2 separate regions of the Zea mays genome follow, and region 2 is linked to region 1. Evidence: chromatin contacts called from public Hi-C data. All regions are on one chromosome and are shown on one strand. Each heading gives the region's core, a stretch centred on a gene start, on an enhancer-like site or on the middle of the called end of the contact. The rest is flanking DNA. Distances are from core to core; before and after follow the strand shown.

Region 1 (6,408 bases), core at 3,576-6,075:
TTTGTATTAAAGTTACCACAGCTATGCAATGACTACCTCGTTTATAAATCATTTTGTTAGAAGGAAAAAGAGTATAATCAGCTCTATACAAAGTTCGTAAGTTCAGTTTATTGTCTAATGTTCATAACAAAAGCAAAATTACATCACACACTCTAATTCAAAGCTACAAAAAACATCTAACTAGCATTATCTCTAGCTTTGTGTTATTTATCAAGTATATAAAAGTGTGGAATGAAGTGTAGTTTTAATAAATATATGGGCCTTTTCGTGCCTCTATATGGGCCATTTCGTGCCTGCCTTAAACGGGCCGTGCTCGTGCCCGCCCATGGGCCGTGACCTCGGCCCAAACCTGGCCCGATATAACGGGTCGTGCCGGCCCGGCACTAAATTATTTCGGGTTGTGCCGTGCCTGGGCCGTGCTTTTTTTCCGTGCTTCGGGCCGGCCCACCAGGCCCGGCCCAAATGTACACCTATAAATACAGCCGCACTAAGCACATAGATATTCAGTATCACTTTCTGAGGGATCACCAACAAAGGGGGATATCGAGATTGCTTATGTTAGCACCAAAGAACAATTAGCCAATATATTTACCAAGCCATTAGATGAGAAAACCTTTAACAAACTTAGGAATGAGCTAAATATACTTGATTTTCGGAATTTTGATTGAAACACTGCACACATAGCTCATTTATATACCTTTGATCATATCTCTTTTATGTCTACAACTAATGTGTTTTCAAGTGTTTTTCTATGCTAAGGGGGTGTTTGTTTGAGATTATAATCTATCCAGATTATATAATCTAACAACTTTTGAACTAAGAGTTAGTTCAAAAATTGTTGGATTATATAATCTAGGTGGATTATAATCCCAAACAAACACCCCCTAAGTCGTAGATTGAAAGGGAAATGGGTCTCCGGTGAAGACAAGGCTTCCACTCTACTCTATCGGTATCATTTACACTTCGCCATCACTCCACACCACTCTTCGATTGGTATAATCTTCACTCACATTTCATTTACCAATAGAAGAGAAAGTAAAAAGGGCTCACAAAAGTCTCCGTTTTTTGCGATTAATGCCAAAGGGGGAGAGAGTATTAGCCCAAAGCAAAAGGACCGCACCACCACCTTTCGAATTGATATATTTTGGTATGTTTAATTTCAAGAGTTTCTCAAATTGGTAAAAACATCTTGAAAGCTAAGAGGAGAATTTCATTTAGGGGAAGTTTTGTTAAGTCAAAGGAAAAGCATTTGAAACTAGGGGAAAAATTTCAAAACTTGAAAATGCTTCTCGAAATCTTACTCATATACCTTTGACTATTTGCAAAAAGACTTTGAAATGATTTTCCAAAAGTATTTGCAAAAACAAAACATGTGGTGCAAGTGTGGTCCAAAATGTTAAATAAAAGAAAACCAACCATGCATATCTAATAGAAGTATAAATTGGTTTAACTCCAAGCAACCTTTGCACTTACCTTATGCAAACTAGTTCAATTCCGCACTTATATATTTGTTTTGGTTTGTGTTGGCATCAATCACCAAAAAGGGGGAGATTGAAAGGGAAATAAGGATTAACCTTTTTCCTATAAATGATTTTGGTGGTTGAAATGTACAACACAAATAATTGGACTAACTAGTTTGCTCTAGATTATATATTCTACAGGTGCATAAAGGTTCAACACAAACCAATAAAAAGATCAAGTTAGGGTTCAAAAGAAAGGAGAAAAAGAAACCGAAGAGAACCCTGGTCTGGCGCACCGGACAGTGTCCGGTGTGCCACTGGACAGTGTCCGGTGCACCAGGGCCGTACCACTCCGAACTTGCCACCTTCGGGTTTCAGAAGCGCTGATCCGCTATAATTCACCGGACTGTCCGGTGTGCCACTGGACTGTCCGGTGCACCAGCGGAGCAACGGGTAGCCAGCGCAACGGTCGCCTGCAACGGTCGCCTGCAAGCTACAGTGCGCAGACAGTTCGCGCAGAGATTAGAGCAGCCGCCAGAAGTCACACCGGACAGTGAACAGTGCCTGTCCGGTGCGACACCGGACTGTGCGATGCCACATGAAGACAAAGCTCCAACGGTCGAAATCGTCAGAACCCTAACGATTGGGTGACGTGGCTGGTGTACCGGACTGTCCGGTGCGCCCATCGACAGCAGCCTGCCCCAACGGTTGAATTGGTGGTTGGGGCCTATAAATACCCCACAACCACCTCCACTCTAACCATCCAAGCATTCAACACTCTCCATTCAATACAAGAGCAAAGTGCAACACTCTAAGACACAAATCAAAGCCTCCGATCCAATCAAAGTCCACAATTCAACTCTAGTATTTTAGGACTTGTGAGAAGACCGTCTTGTGTTTCTTTGTTGCTCTTGTTGCTTGGTTGGCTTTCTTCTTTCTCTCATTCTTACTCTTAAAGCCTTGTAAGCGAAGCAAGAGACACCAATTGTGTGGTGGTCCTTGCGGGGTCTAAGTGACCCGGGAAATCAAGGAAGAAAGCTCACTTGGTCTATGTGACCGTTTGAGAGAGGAAAAGGGTTGAAAGAGACCCGGTCTTTGTGACCACCTCAACGGGGACTAGGTTCTTTAGAACCGAACCTCGGTAAAATAAATCATCGTGTTCATCCGCATTATTTCTTGGTTGATTTGTTTTCCCCTCTCTCCCGGACTTAACATTTATTCTAACGCTAACCCCGGCTTGTAGTGTGTGCTTAAGTTTGTAAATTTCAGATTCCGCCTATCCACCCCCCTCTAGGCGACTTTCAGTTCTCCTCTTTCATTTCATCACTATCTTTCACTACTATGACATATTTAGCAATCATATTCTCATTTTTAGCTTGCCACATTTGCCTTATCTTTTCTAATAACTTGAGTATATTCCTTAAGAAAATCAGCTAGCTCATCATAAGTAGGAGAAACATACTTATTATCACTATCACTACCACAATCACTAGAAATATAATTTTCTACCTTCCGATCACCTTTAGCCTTAAGGCATAGGTGTGTAGTGGTGACAGCGATGGTGGTGGTGAAGAGAAATCCAGGGCGATGTCGACGACCTTTTCACCATCTTTTTCGCTTGAGGAATAGCCGCTTGTGGATTCAATGTTGGCGAGCCAATCACCAACGATGTATGCTTTTCCACCTTTTCTCTTGTGGAATTTCTTTTTGTTTGCCATATTTTCTATTGAAGAATTTCTTTTCTTTATTTTCATCTTCACTATCAGCATTTTTCTTGCCCTTGAACTTGTTTTCTTGGGCTTGGTAAATCGATGAGCAAGATGGCCAAGTTCTTCATAGTTATATTAATCCATTTTCGAGATTGGCTTCCTCTTGCTACTAGTGAAGAATTTCTTCTTTCTTGACTCAAACTTGATGCCTTCTCGATTTAGCTTTTTCAACATTTTTGTAGTTTTATTTACCAACAAAGCAATCTTGGCATCGTTGAAATCATCATCACTTGATATTTATTCATTTATCAGAATTTTGTCCTTGCAATTCTTCTCTTGATTTGCCTTGAGCGCTAAATCCTTCTTCTTAGAAGAAGAGCCATCTTGTCCATTGATGTGCATGTACATCTCATGAACATTGATCTTTCCAATATTTGAGTTGGCGTGGTGATGGAAATATCCATTTGATGAAGCACAGTGACAATGCGGTTGTACTTTTCGATGGGCAACCCACTAAGAATTTTCCTCACAACATCCAGTTGTGTGAGTTGTGTGAGCCCCAAGTCATTCACTTCTTCTACAAAAATAGTTAAGCGTGAGTACATGTCATTGACATTTTCATTTCGAAGCATTACAAAAGAATTTAACTTTTTCATCACAATGTGGTAATGTTCCTCACACTTGCACTTAGCCCCTTCATGTAAGGCACAAATGTCCGACCATAGAGTAAGAGCATTCTTTGTGATTTCTAACGCTATTGAAAACTTCCTTTCAAAGGCCTCTAAAAAGAGTGTTCTTAGCCTTTGCATTACATTTCTCATAGTTAATCTCACACGTAAGAGATTTGCGAGATCTCTAGGTTAGGGAGACCCTTGGGTGGCGGCCCAATAAACTCTAATATCTATGACCTCTAAGTATGCTTCCATACAAATTTTTCAATATGGAAAATTGTCACCATCAAACATGGAAGAGGTTCATTCCCATTGTACATCGTTACTCTAACGGATAAGCTAATATAGGAGGAACATGACTCTAATACCAATTGAAAGGTTTGTGATGTCCAAGATGGGGTGAATTGGGCTTTTATAAATTTCTTGCAAAAGATTAAATCCTAATCTCAAGCCCAACTTCACCCAACAAACTAGGTGGATCAAATGAAGCTAAGTACTCTAGAACAATCCAATTCCAAAATGCCAAAAAAAATTCACCGGCATGCCTATAGTAGTGATTAGTGAAGCCAACGATGGGCCAGACTGCCAGAGCTAGGAATCGGACGACGGCCTTGGCGATCCGCGCTCCAACCCAGAAAAACGCTCCAAGCCGCCAGCCACCACACTCCAAACTCGCGGCTCTTTTGCTACAGCCTACAGGCCCAACAAAACGCCAACGCGCGCACAGCCGTAACCGCGCACGCAGCTCAATGCCAGCGCCGGAAACTGCAAAACACGGCCAAACCCACGCCAGATCCAGACGGCCGCCCGTCCGTCCCGCGCGATTCCGTCCGTTTAGCTCCAACAAACCAAGTCTTTGGAGAACGAAACCGCGGATCGCAAACCGCGGTTGCTTCGTACATCTGCATCGCGTCGCCTTCCGTTCCCTCTCCAGCACCGCACCACAGCTAGCCCGCGTGTCCCCCAATCATACGTACCACCGCGGGGGCGTGTCCGCTTGCATCCTCCTCCCTCCCCCGTCCCGTCTCCACCCTCCACCTCCTCTCGCGTCCGCCCCGCCGCTCGCGGATGCGCCGGCGCGCTCCCACCCCCAAACCCTAGCCTCGATCCCGATGGGCACGCCCCGCGCGGGGTCCCCGGCGTCCCCGGTCACCGGCGACCACTACCTCGACCTGCTCGTCCGCTTCGTGGCGCGCAACGCGGGCGCGCTGCTCGACGGCACCGTCACCCTCCGCCTCCACCCCGTCGGACTCCACTACGTCGCCTCCCGCCTCGAGGCGCTCCGGGAGCTCGAGGCCGTGGGCGCCGGCGCCCCAGTCGACTACCTCCGCGCCTACGTCGCGGACCTTGGCGACCACCGAGCGCTCGAGCAGCTACGGCGGATCCTGCGCCTCCTCACCTCGCTCAAGGTCGTCGCCCCGGGGCCCCGCCGCGACCCCGCGCCGCTCTCGATCCTGCCTTTCGCGCGCCTGCGCGTGCTCGAGCTGCGGGGCTGCGACCTCTCTACCTCGGCCGCCAGGGGCCTTCTCGAGCTCCGACACACCCTCGAGAAGCTCGTCTGTTTCAATTCTACGGTGCGTTTATGCCACCCGACGTACAATTTCCTTTGGAATTCGGTGTTTGCGGCAATTCGCTGTGTGACCACAGGCCTTACTCATGAATTATGATCCTCAACTACCATGAGCTATTCTGAACTGCCAAATTGTAACTACAGTTTGCTGTTCTGGTTCATCTACAGCTAGTAACGCGCCATGGCTTTTATCCTATTTGCTTCAATACTTAGACTTTTAACCTGTTTGCTGGACGAATATGGTCACACTTTTGATTTATATTCCAAGGATGCGATCGGATTCTGTTCAGTGTTTACTCAGCATTTCGTCAGTCAATTTGATATTCGTGCTAAGATGCCTTCTAGTACTTATGTTTATTATAGTTTGAGGTCATGTTTATGGATTTTTTTTAAATAATATTTTAAGTCATCATCAACCACTCTTTACTCAACTCGAAATGAACTTGGTTTCTCTGAGTTAAATAGATTTTGGCGTCTTGCAGAGCATCTCAAGTCCTGAGCACCTGCAGGGCTTTATTTATATCAATGCTTGTGCTGCAGATACCATTTATGCAACTGCAGCAACCATCCCTGCTGCGCTTGATATATTTATTCTCACGGTCTAATTAATAAGCTTTGGCATAAAAAACCTTCATCCACGTGGCCTCCTGATGGACACAACACATTGTGATCTGTATAGCTGCATGCATCTTCTACTTTCTTTTACAAGTTATGAAGACAATTTTGGTTGACATTTACTATTCATAGAGTTCAAGAGTTCGAGATTTACAGTCTCCTTAAAAACTACTCTCTCTCAGTTTCAAATTATAAAGACGTTTTGGTTCTAGATTCATAACTTGCACCTAGATATACACTATGTTTAGATACATAATAAAAGCACTGTATCAAGAAAACTAAAACGTCTTATAATTTTTTTAATGGAGGGAGTATCAAGGGAGCAATGCTTCCTGAACAGCACATGACATCTCTTCCTCTAGCTTTTCTGTTATTCCCTGTTC
Region 2 (6,149 bases), core at 2,089-4,588, 400 kb before region 1:
TTTATTAAGTAACATACTAGTAACTGGTGCGCGCCTCGCGCGCATGGTAAAAAATGTAATGCACGTGATAATAATGTCATATCATTTGCAAAATGTAGATATACATTCTGTAATATAAGTGACAATTAAGCAAGTTGGTCATGTATATCATAGAAGGTAGAACAATAGTAATTAAACAAAGCTCGGTAATTTATGAGAGCGGTTATTTTTGCCCGTTTCAACATATAAAACTAATTAGTTGTTATGTTTATACAAATTATCTTCAAAAGGTTGAAGATGCATACGTACATACATAACTCTGTAGAGCATATACAATAAACACTTTAGAACTTCAAAGGTTGATGGTAGAAGGTATGATTTTTATCAAAAAATGCGTGTATGAACGAAATAATACTGTACATATGTAAGCCTTTTTTGACAGGAAAAAACATGGATATCTATACATGTATATACTATTGCTAAAAAAGACTCGGTAATTTATGACAGTGGTGCGAAAGGGCCTCTAGCTGAGTTGGTTAGGTGTCTGAGTAGCACTCCTCAGGTCCTAAGTTCAACTCCCCGTGTGAGCAAATTTCAGGCTGTGGTTAAAAAATCCCCTTGTCTATCCCACGCCAAAGCACAGGCCTAAGGCTCAGCCCCGGTCTTGGTCGTTCTCACGTGGGCTTCGATGCCGCTGTGTATGGGTGGAGTAGGGGTTCGGGGGTGTTCTCGGTCTGTTTGAGAATGTATTCTTCTTAATACAATGCCCGGAGGCTGTCTTACCCCCGCATGTCGAGTTTTTTTATGATAGTGGTTATTTTAGAGCATTTGAATTTTTATTTGAATTTTTCATGACTAATTCTGATTGTAGAGGCAATATGTAAGCAAAAGATTATAAGTCGAAACCATTAAAACACACATGTGCTTTGGAACATGTAAACGATTCTAGAGGTATGTACCATGTAAACACGAAGTAACTATCATATAAGGAAAATAATCATGAAATATAGAACTACGATTGAGATACATATTTGTCTTGGTGCCGTTTTTCCAATTGCAGTAGCGTAATGTCCATGTGGCAGAGAAATGAGAGGAATTATTAGCTAGTTTGCAGTCGTTTGGAGATAAATAAATAGGACATACATTGGAGTAAAAAAGGATGTTTGTGCAATGAGAGGAAAGGGTTAAACGTAATGGTAAACTATAAGGCCTTGTTCGTTTGTGTCGGATTGGTGGGTCGGAACGATTCCTAACCGGATTGCTTCTCTAATTTATATAAACTTTGATTAGCTGTAACGATTCCGGGTGCAATCCGACACAAACGAACAAGGCCTAATTCTAAAACTGATATTTGGATACATACTGTTTTGAACCTTTTTCCCGAAGTTACCAGCACAAACAATAGAATACCAAAAAATCACGCGACATAGAGGTGAGGGAAAACTTTAGTTTGCATTCAATTGCAATGAGAAAAAATACTAATATAAGTGGCAAAGCTGATGTGATAATGAAAAATACCTTTTTCTGTTATATTTCAGTATTTCTTCAAAGAGTCGTTGAGAGTGTGTAGATGTCCTTGACCTACAACACAAATAATGTACAAAAGTTAGTCACAATTATCTAACGTGGTTAAACAACGTGGCGTTTAGAAAAAAAATGCAGAACGTAAAGTACAACGTACGATATCAAAGAATGCCATATTTGAAACACCGCATAGCCGGTGGAGGATGAAGAGGACCAACAACGTATAGTATGGAGCGTGGCTAAGCATGACTGTGACCGTGCATGCGCCGGACAACACGGTCATGTGCAATATGGCGACATGACTTCGATAACATACTCTGTTGAGGCGTATTGTCGAACAGCTTGCGTGCGTGGACCAAGTCTTCAGCAAAGTCCAAAGGCAACACCAAAATCTTCAAAGCGTCGCACTGGCTTATGGAGGATTGGGACAAGCAACAACACATAGAGTGAGACGTGGCAGACGACGGACCATGTTGGCGACCATGCATGCATTAGAGAGTATGTTGGTGTGGCCCTGGTGTGGGAGCAAATGGCAGTAAGAACCGGCGACGCCCACCATGAATGGCGTCGATGGCCATGTTTGGCGCTGGTGGTGGACTGGTGGCGACAGGAGGCCCAACGTGGCGGTCGGGCAGAGATGAGGTCTGACATGAGGACGACGACGAGCGACCTGGTTGCCGACGAAGAGAGGGAAGGCGCGGTATAGAGGAATGCGTCGTCCCTGAAAAAGCAAGAGACACGTAGGGAGGGAGGGGGAGCACCTGCACGTCGCCTCCTTCGCCTAGGCTCCTCTAGGCGGGTTCGCCTCGACTCCTTCGTCCAACTATTCCAGTGGAGGAAGCAAGGTGTCAGATTTACTTTTTTTAATGGATGTCCGGATGCTTCCAGCACGGACCGGACGCCGGACGCAACATCGCTAAGGAAGGAGTCTGTTGATGAAGAGCGCTGATTCACGATCCGATGGCGGGAATTAATTAAAGTGACGTGGCTAAATGGTGTGCATGCTTTGCTCCCGCGTTTAATATATAGAAATAAATGTAATTTGCATGTACGTGTATGTTTATTATTATTTAAATAAATATGGACCGAAAAGAATGGGCTAGAAAGAATTATATTTTGTGACATAGGGAGTAATTTATTTAGCCAATCAAACACACTCATCAAACAACTTTATACGATCTTACTTTATAAACTGAAAGCAAATGTAATAGCAAATTCTACGTAGACTATATATTGCGATAGAGAAAAAAATCCGAAGAGAAAAGAAGCAAATATAAACTTACTGTAGAATGAGAGATAGATTAGAAAATTTTTTATAGCGAGGAAAATAAAATATATTTATTTATTTATTAGGATTTGTGTCAAGATCAGGCAACTAAACCGATCCGAACGATCGTGAGGATCGTTGCGTCCGGTCTTCAATGATCCCTCACCTCGAGCTGAACACGCTTTGGGTCTCTCCAGTCGCTATCCTATTTTATTTCTTATTTTTTATTTTAAACTTTAGTTTATAATAAACTGTATAATTATAAGTACTCTATTTTACTACATTTTTTTATTTTAAACTTTAGTTTATAATAAACGGTATAATTATAAATACTCTATTTTATACTATCCGCTGCGTACAACTTTAGCATGAGTTTGGAGAGAGAACTAGCGGATTAGCGGACACGACCGGAGACCCTCGCATGGATTATGGATACACCTGGTCCACGCACTGCGCTGCTCGGCTGACAGTCAAGGTCATGAAGCCCGGTCCCACTTGCCAGGCTGGCCTCCGCTCTGGACCATCACCCACGAGAAACAGGCGCCGTTAATGGCTGCCACAACGGTAAACGTTACCCTTTCGGAGAAGAAAAAAATAGCGGTAGCGCTCGGATCCCTTCTTCCTCCAGATCACACCACCGTCGCCTCCGCCTGCAAATCCATTCCTAGACTCGAGCTGTTGCTGCGAGCGAGCTCGGGTTGGGGCTCAGGTCTCTAGGGTTTCGCCTCCCTGCTCCTGGTGCTCATCGCCTTGGACCTTGGTCTGTCGGGTTAGGGTTGTCGCGGCTGCGGGAGCCGTGGGTCGGCGGGTGCGGCCGATGCGGCGATCGCCGGAGATAGGGAGGCTGTAGCGGCGGCGGGGCAGGGGATCTCCTGGGTGGATTCTCCGGCGATGGCCGCAGACGCACTATCCATCATCCCGGGCGCCGTGCTTCGGAACCTTTCTGACAAGCTCTACGAGAAGAGGAAAAACGCCGCGCTCGAGGTGAGGGATTCAATTCCTCGCGGGCTTTGGTCTTAGAGCAATCGGCAGGGATTTGAGATGATTGTTTTTTTTGTTGCTGTGGCCTTTGTACAGATTGAGGGGATTGTGAAGCAGCTTGCAATGGCTGGGGAGCATGAGAGGATATCAGCAGTTATCTCGCTGCTCACCAACGATTTCACATACTCGCCACAAACGAACCATCGGAAGGTTTGCATAGACTGCAGTACTTCATGTCTCTGTTCTTATGAGGTCAGATTTGTTGAGTTCTGTGGCATTTTGATGTTAGCAGGGTGGGTTGATTGGTCTTGCAGCAGTTACTGTTGGACTCACCAGTGAGGCAGCTCAGCATCTTGAGGTTTGCTAGCGCAAGCGATAACTCTTATCTATTTAGTGTATTCATATTCAACTTTATGCAGTGTCGTCGCGTATTGGGTGAATCCTTGTGGCTCTTAAAGGAAACATGTGGCTATTTGCCTTAAACCCTGCATGCATAATCTGTAAATGGCAAGTTGGCAACTACGGGGTTGAAATTGCCAATGTCAACTTGCCTTACTGAGCTTCACCAATGGATCATGCGTTCTTCTATTAGTCAATGGTTCCAAATGACTTCATTTCTTGTGGTCTCAAGCACTTCATATTTCCCACAGTGCTGAAGGACATTATTATGCTTACAGGTTCACCATGAAAATATTTGTCCCAAGGTTTGCAAATACTTGGAGTTTTTGGAGAACGACATGGTCTCCAAAACATAGCTTTGATCATTATTTGTTAATAGAATGTAATTGAACATCCTAACACATTTATTCTTTTATGAAAGCATTTTTTAAGGCAAATCTATGCGTATGATTATCAAGTTTCTAAACTGAACACATTAAAAGTTTTTTGTAGTCAAAGTTTTAAAGTTTTACTTAAACTTTGTCAAAAATGTCAATTGTTTGCCAACCATAGGGATTAACTTCTACGGGTTGTAGATATGGGCATATGGCCTCCCACTTTCAGACACTTCCTTTCTGGCATTCTTTTAACAGATTGCATTTGATGCTTGGAAAATATTAGTTCTATATGTTGTTATTCATACATTAATTCGTAGGATTTTATTTAGGTTTACCTTTGCCATCAACTGAAATGGATATTGTGGATCTGGAAGAAAGGTCAATGAGGGAGATTGCAGGGCTCTACAGAAAATTTTCCTTTGATGTGGTTAGATCTTGGGAATCGAGATAAATGCTAGATGGCAATGTGTGCTCATGTTCAAATCATATAGTTATTAGTTTAATACAAAGCTTCTGTTACCATATACAAACACACTATTATTTTGTCACATGTCTACCCAGCAAAGAAGCTGTTAACATGAATTATGATTATTGCTTACATTATATTTTCTGTACTATATTCTGTTTTGCCAATTTGACTGTACAATAAACTCTGTCGCTTTGTGCTTCCAGCAAATCGTGCCTCCTGTGCTTAATTCTTTCCTGGACCAAGATAGCAGAGTGCGTTACTATGCTTGTGAAGCGCTATACAACATAGCAAAGGTGATCATTTAGTTCAGTGATATAACATAATTTGTATGTTTGCTTTACACTAATTGAATTTCTATCTTTAGGTTGTAAGAGGGGATTTCATCATCTACTTCAACAAAATTTTTGATGCTTTATGCAAGCTTTCTGCAGATTCCGATGCTAATGTTCAAAGTGCAGCTCACCTTCTTGACAGGCTTGTCAAGGTATATTCATCTGGACTGTACTCATATGTCTACAACTTGTCCTTGTTTCTCTTCTTAATTATCCCTGATAATATAACTATATCAACCAGGATATCGTAACCGAGAGTGACCAGTTCAGGTATGCCGTGTATGATTTGCCTTTTCCTTATTAGTGGCTTGCTTGTTTTAATGTCAATGTTGATTTCTGATTGGACCCATATCTTGCTTTTGCTCTTTAGCATAGAAGAATTCATACCGCTTTTGAGAGAGCGCATGAATGTGCTGAATCCTTATGTAAGACAATTTTTGGTGGGGTGGATAACAGTGTTAGACAGTGTTCCTGATATTGACATGCTTGGTTTCCTTCCTGATTTTCTCGATGGTAATCCCTCCCTTTTTCCAAGTGCATTAATTTTATACTTCTATTGATCGCTCAACAACCTTTCTATCACCACCACTGCAGGTTTATTCAATATGCTGAGTGATTCCAGCCATGAGATAAGGCAGCAAGCTGATGCAGCACTTTCTGAGTTTCTGCAGGAGATAAAGAACTCACCAGTAAGGCTACTCTATATCGCTCAGTCTTTTATCAGCTTAGACGTAAAAGACATTGTGGGATGCCTATTCCTTCAATTACCCTTTTATTTTTGTATGAATTCTTAAAGGTTGTCTTCACTTTTATGCTTTCAA

What was found. A called contact is a pair of places that touch in the nucleus more often than the background predicts.
Region 2: a contact with region 1 is called in a Hi-C map of leaf, with 6 times the contacts expected there. The contact joins the promoter of LOC100381815 here to the promoter of LOC103632861 in region 1. A contact is called at or near these places in 4 of 25 Hi-C or Micro-C datasets (bundle sheath, leaf and leaf mesophyll).

What each region holds. Positions count from the first base shown.
Region 1 is chr1:27,590,846-27,597,253 of Zm-B73-REFERENCE-NAM-5.0, reverse strand. LOC103632861 (Outer arm dynein light chain 1 protein) reads left to right here and starts at 4,825. Exons shown (of 11, transcript NM_001352077.1): 1 at 4,825-5,414. The coding sequence starts at 4,953.
Region 2 is chr1:27,984,818-27,990,966 of Zm-B73-REFERENCE-NAM-5.0, reverse strand. It overlaps LOC100381815, which reads left to right and starts at 3,338. Exons shown (of 20, transcript NM_001361543.1): 1 at 3,338-3,754; 2 at 3,848-3,961; 3 at 4,044-4,109; 4 at 5,200-5,289; 5 at 5,361-5,480; 6 at 5,570-5,598; 7 at 5,699-5,841; 8 at 5,923-6,017. The coding sequence starts at 3,662.